Regions from separate parts of the Sus scrofa genome. Here region 2 is linked to region 1. Evidence: chromatin contacts called from public HiChIP or PLAC-seq data. All regions are on one chromosome and are shown on one strand. The core of a region is the stretch at or near the end of the contact, and the rest is flanking DNA. Distances in the headings are between cores, read along the strand shown. Region 1 overlaps DPYSL2 (dihydropyrimidinase-related protein 2). Region 2 overlaps DPYSL2 (dihydropyrimidinase-related protein 2).

What was found. HiChIP or PLAC-seq counts read pairs in DNA pulled down with a chosen protein or histone mark.
Region 2: a contact with region 1 is called in an H3K27ac HiChIP or PLAC-seq map of alveolar macrophages. The contact joins two enhancer-like sites. A contact is called at or near these places in 6 of 47 Hi-C or Micro-C datasets (adipocytes, adipose tissue, fibroblasts and 3 more) and 1 of 2 datasets of contacts at active chromatin or transcription factors (alveolar macrophages).

Annotation. Positions count from the first base shown.
Region 1 is chr14:10,530,548-10,533,434 of Sscrofa11.1, forward strand. It overlaps DPYSL2 (dihydropyrimidinase-related protein 2), which reads left to right. Exons shown (of 14, transcript XM_001927801.6): 10 at 472-613. Among named protein-coding and RNA genes, the nearest start is that of DPYSL2, 100 kb to the left of the region's middle. Within about 2 kb of position 1,259, at least 1 of the 83 cell types and tissues checked has an H3K27ac peak or open chromatin away from gene starts, as enhancers often do. A contact at or near this core is called in alveolar macrophages, where this site is marked.
Region 2 is chr14:10,446,446-10,449,270 of Sscrofa11.1, forward strand. The region is part of intron 1 of DPYSL2 (dihydropyrimidinase-related protein 2); the gene reads left to right. Among named protein-coding and RNA genes, the nearest start is that of DPYSL2, 19 kb to the left of the region's middle. Within about 2 kb of position 1,391, at least 4 of the 83 cell types and tissues checked have an H3K27ac peak or open chromatin away from gene starts, as enhancers often do. A contact at or near this core is called in alveolar macrophages, where this site is marked.

The DNA of each region.
Region 1 (2,887 bases), core at 9-2,508:
AGTGGGTTAAGGATCCGGCATTGCCGTGAGCTGTGGTGTAGGTTGCAGATGCAGCTTGGATCCAGTGTTGCTGTGGCTGTGGTGTAGACCGGCAGCTACAGCTCCGATTTGACCCTAGTCTGGGAACCTCCATATGCCGCAGGTGCAACCCTAAAAAGACCAAAAAAAAAAAAAAAAGAAAGAAAGAAAAAAAGAAAAAATACGTTCAGGGAGTTCTTGCCGTGGCACGTGAGTTAAGAATCTGACTGCAGTGGCTCAAGTTGCTGCAGAGGCGCAGGTTCAATCACCGGTCTGGCACAGTGGTTTAAAGTTTCCAGTGTTGCCACAGCTGTGGCATAGGCCAGCAGCTGCAGCTTGGATTCAATCCCTGGCCTGGAAACTTCCATATGCCTTGGGTGTGGCCATTAAAAAAAAAAGGATGATGTGAGGTCAAGGATTAGTGAGAAAGCCAGTCGTATGTTTTCCTTGCAGTGGAGACCTGCAGGTCACTGGCAGCGCCCACTGTACTTTCAACACTGCCCAGAAGGCCGTAGGGAAGGACAACTTCACCCTGATCCCTGAGGGTACCAACGGCACGGAGGAGAGGATGTCCATCATCTGGGATAAGGCTGTGGTAAGGAGTGCTGGTCTCACGAATGGGCGGGGCTCAGCTTTCACCGGAAGGTCTTGGGTCTCCTGGGGGCCTTGAAATGGTAATTGAGAAAATTCTAGAAACTGGTACTTGGGTTACAATGCTTCCTTTTTTTTTTTTTTTTTTTGTCTTTTTGCTATTTCTTTGGGCCGCTTCTGCAGCATATGGAGGTTCCCAGGCTAGGGGTCTAATCGGAGCTGTAGCCGCCGGCCTATGCCAGAGCCACAGCAACGCGAGCCGCTATCTGCAACCTACACTACAGCTCATGGCAACGCCGGATCGTTAACCCACTGAGCAAGGGCAGGGACCGAACCCGCAACCTCATGGTTCCTAGTCCGATTCATTAACCACTGCGCCACGACGGGAACTCCTACAATGTTTCTTAGGTTTGGAAATCTAAGACCACACCTCCTAGGTGATTTCCTCCTAAGTATCGCATATGCATTTCTCATTGTTTTCATCTTTCTACCAGTATAGACTGAAAAAAACCTGGTCTTTAAAGTATGACTCTTGGGAGTTCCCTGGTGGTCGAGTGGTTAGGATTTGGTGCTTTCACTGCTATGGCTTGGGTTCACTCCCTAGTCTGGGAACTGAGATCCCACATCAAGCCGCTGCATGTCACAGCCAAAAAAAAAAGGAAGGAATGACGCTTTTGATCAGAGCTTCCTTAGCAACCTGGTGGCTTACTTAATCTTCTACTTTTAGAAATGGACTCAATTTCCTTAAAACTGTCTTTCGGACTCTTGGGGCTTAGTGTTCATTTCCATTCCCGGCTTCTGGCAGGCCTGCTTTGAACATACACTGACCTTGTTTTTTTTAATAGTTTGAAATGTAATAACAATATGTTTTCTGTTTCTTAATGAGTGTTTTCAATTATATACATAACCATATATCCTTATTGCAAAAAGAATAAGGAAGTTGTGGAGTTCCCATCATGGCTCAGCAGAAAGGAATCTGACTAGTATCCATTAGTATCCATGAGGATGAAGGTTCGATCCTTGGCCTCACTCAGTGGGTTAAGAGTCCAGTGTTGCTGTAAGCTGTGGTGTAGGTTGCAGACTAGGCTCGAATCTGGCTTTGCTGTGGCTTTGCTGTGGCTTTGCTGTGGCTGTGGCTTTGCTGTGGCTTTGCTGTGGCTGTGGTGTAGGCTACATCTCCAATTCAGCCCCTGGCCTGGGAACCTCCATATGCTGCGGGCGTGACTCTAAAAAGACAAAAAAAAAGAATAAGAAAGTAAATAAAAAGCAATTAACACTGTTTCAGATACAACTACCATGAACATTTTGGCGGATCTTTCATTTTTTGCCAGTGAGAGGATGCATGTGTATGTACATGATACGTGTGTGCGTGTGTGTAAATAATGCTGGCATCATATATACTATTTTTGTAGCCTGTCTTTTTTTTTTTTTTTTTTTTTTGCTTTTTAGGGCTGTTCTTGCAGCATATGGACGTTTCCAAGCTAGGGGCTGAATCAGAGCTGTAGCCATTGGCTTATGCCACAACCACAGCAACGCGGGACCCAAACTGTGTCTGCGACCTACACCACAGCTCATGGCAACGCCAGATCCTTAACCCACTGAGCAGGGCCAGGCTTCGAACCTGCAACCTCATGGTTCCTAGTTGGGCTCATTTCCACTGCGCCATGACGGGAACTCCATAGCCGGCTGATCTTTTAAAAAATGTATTTCATGAAGAAGTCTACGTATCCTTAATCATACTTGAAAAACTTGGTTTTTAATAGCAGACCATTCCATCTTAATGCTGAGGTGTAATTCATCTGTAATTCTTTGGTTGACCCTTTATTTTGTTTTTGATTTTCTTACTGGGATGAACATCCTTATAGATACCTCCTTAGACACATCTTTAATGACGCTAGAAGGAGAAATTTCTAGAAGTGGTATTACTGGGTCAAAGGTGTGCATATTTTTAAGGCTTTTGATATATATTGTCAGAGTTCCCTCTAGAAAGAGTGCACCAATTTGTATGCTGCCTACAGTATAAAGGTATTTCCAGTTACTTCCACCAGGTCTGAATTGGTGTTATTATCAAGAAAACCCAGGGAGTTCCACAGTGGGTTAAGTAGCCAGTGTTGTCACCGCAGCAGCCCAGATCACTGCTGTGCCCTGTGTTTGATCCTTGGCCGAGAAACTTCCACAGGCTGTGGGCCTGGCCAAAAACAACAAAACAAAACATAACAACCCCCCTCTGAAAGTATCACCGATTGGATTGTGAATTTTGTGTCTCACTGTTTTACAT
Region 2 (2,825 bases), core at 141-2,640, 84 kb before region 1:
CTGTGGTATACAGGCTGCAGATGCAGCTCAGATCCTGCCTTGCTGTGGCTGTGGTGTAGGCTGGCAGCTGTAGCTCTGCTTAGACCCCTAGCCTGGGAACTTCCATATGCAGTGTGTGCTGCCCTAAAAAGCAAAAAAATAAAAATAAAAAAAATAAAAAAACTTTGCCTGTCACATACGTTTCATGTTTCACTTGCCTTTGTCTGATGAGCCTATTTCCATATGGTTACTGATCATGTCCAGTGTTTCTTTTTGTGAACAGTCTGTTTATAACTGTTACTCATTTTTCTGTGGGAATATTTGTCTTTTGCTTGTTGATTTCTAAGAGTTGTTTATTTTGGGTATCACGACTCAGTCTTCAACCGGCTCCAGTATAGCTTCCTGAAACTTGTCACGGTCATAGCATTTTCCACGGAGTGAATTCAGTGGGTACTTTCCTGTCATTATCTTCCTCTATAACCGGGCAGTTTACCGAGGTGCCTATTGTACTGCATTTGAGGACCTTTGGGCTGGGCTAAGAAAATGTGACCACTAGATGGCAGTAGCACGCAATGAGCTTTATTTGGGTGTAGCTTTGACAAGTCGCTAGGGAAGAAAGTCCCTTCCAGCCCATGACCTTCTAGGACAGAGGCCTGGACTGCCAGCCAGAAAGGAAAGAGGGCAGGGGACTTTTGGCGGGGAGGGGTTTGGTACTGAGCGGAGCGGTTAGGGCCTGATGACTAGTGATGTTACCTGGTAGCACAATTGGGTGTCTCTGGGTCAAAGGCTAGAAGGGCTGCAGCACCCGGATGTCTTTTATATTTGCAAGCTTTGTTTTTTATCTTTGGCTTGCAGATAGTGGGTGCAGTTTTTCAAGATACGCAAAACAGGGAGTTCCTGTTGTGGCACAGCGGAAACGAATCCGACTAGTGTAGGTGAGGATGCGGGTTCAATCCCTGGCCTCGTTGTGGGTTGGGGATCCAGCGTTGCTGTGAGCTGTGGTGTAAGTAGCAGACGCCCCTCGGATCCTGCATTGTTGTGGTGTAGGCGGGCAGGTGTAGCTCCAATTCGACCCTTAGCCTGGAAACCTCCATATGCCGTGTACAGCGCTAAAAAGCAGGAAAAAAAAAAAAAAAAAAAGCAAAACAGGCAGATTCTAAATGGTTAAAATATGCTTATTGGGCTATAGTTAAAGCAACTGGATGTGTGAAATTTTGAGTTTCATGCTGGTGGGCTTAGACCCAACTGTCCCAGCGTTCAGTGAAAAAGTAACAGGGACTAAGATAGAGGGGCCACCTTTAACCCATTTATTTAAATACTCTTTTTTTTTTTTTTTTGAAACTGCCTCTGATTTCTGTGATGCTGCAATCCCTGGTTTCCTCCTAATCACTAGCCTCCTTCTCAGTGTCTTTGCTGATTCACACTCTTCTCACTGTCCTCTAAATCACGGCTTCTTGTGTACTCAGGACGGCTTGACACAGTCTTCAAAATTATTGATGACCCCAAAAGCTTTTGTTTCTGTAGGTTATAGCTCTTTATACTAAGGCTGGGTAGGATTTCTCTTGTGGCACAGTGGGTCAGGGGTCTGGAGTTGTCACTGCGGCAGCTTGGGTCACTGCTGTGGGGCAAGTTCAATTCCTGTCCTGGGGAATTCCACATGCTGCAGGCACAGCCAAAAGAAAAATTTAAAAAGTAAATAAAGCTGGGGAATTAAAAAAAAAAAAAAACTTTTTTTTTTTTTTTTTGGTCTTTTTACGGCCCCACCCAAGGCATATGGAAGTTCCCAGGCTAGGCGTTGAATCAGAGCTGTAACTGTCAGCCTACACCACAGCCACAGCAACACGGGATCTAAGCTGTGTCTGCAACCTAGACCACAGCTCATCGCGACGCCAGATCCCTGACCCACCGAGCAAGGCCAGGGATCGAGCCCTCATTCTCACAGATAATAGTTGGTTTGTTACTGCTGAGCCGCAACGGGAACTTCCTCATTTATGATTTTTATTTGTTTGAATTTTCTCTCTTTTTTCCTGAGTTTCCCAAGCTACGGGTTTGTCAATTTTGTTTTATCTTTTTTGAAAAAGAACAGGTTTTTTTTCCTTTTCTTTTCTTTCTTTTTTTTTTTGTCTTTTGTCCTTTGAGGGCTGCACCCGAGGCATATGGAGGTTCCCAGGCTAGGGGTCCAATCAGAGCTGTAGCTGCTGGCCTACACCACAGCCACAACAATGTCAGATCCTTAACCCACTGAGCAAGGCCAGGGATCGAACCCACAACCTCATGGTTCCTAATTGGATTTGCTTCTGCTTCGCCATAACGGAACTGGTCTTCTTTTTGTTGATCTTTTCTATTGGTTTTTCTGATCTCTATTTCATGTTTATTTCTGTGCTGATCTTTGTTATTTCCTTCCTTCTGTTAACTTTGGACTTTTTTTTTTTTTTTTTTTTTTTGTCCTTTTGCCATTTCTTGGGCCGCTTCCGCGGCATATGGAGGTTCCCAGGCTAGGGGTCGAATCGGAGCTGTAGCCACTGGCCTACGGCCAGAGCCACAGCAACACGGGATCTGAGCTGTGTCTGCAACCTACACCACAGCTCTTGGCAATGCTGGATCGTTAACCCACTGAGCAAGGCCAGGAACCAAACCCGCAACCTCATGGTTCCTAGTCGGATTTGTTAACCACTGCGCCACGATGGCAACTCCTGGACTTTTTTTGGTTCCTGAGAGTATAAAGTTAGGTTGTTTATTTGTGATTTTTTTTTTAAAAAGTAAGTGTTTATTACTATAAACCTCCCTTTTAGAACTTCTTTTGCTAGATTCTATAAGTTTGGTGTGTTGTGTTTCCACTTTCATTT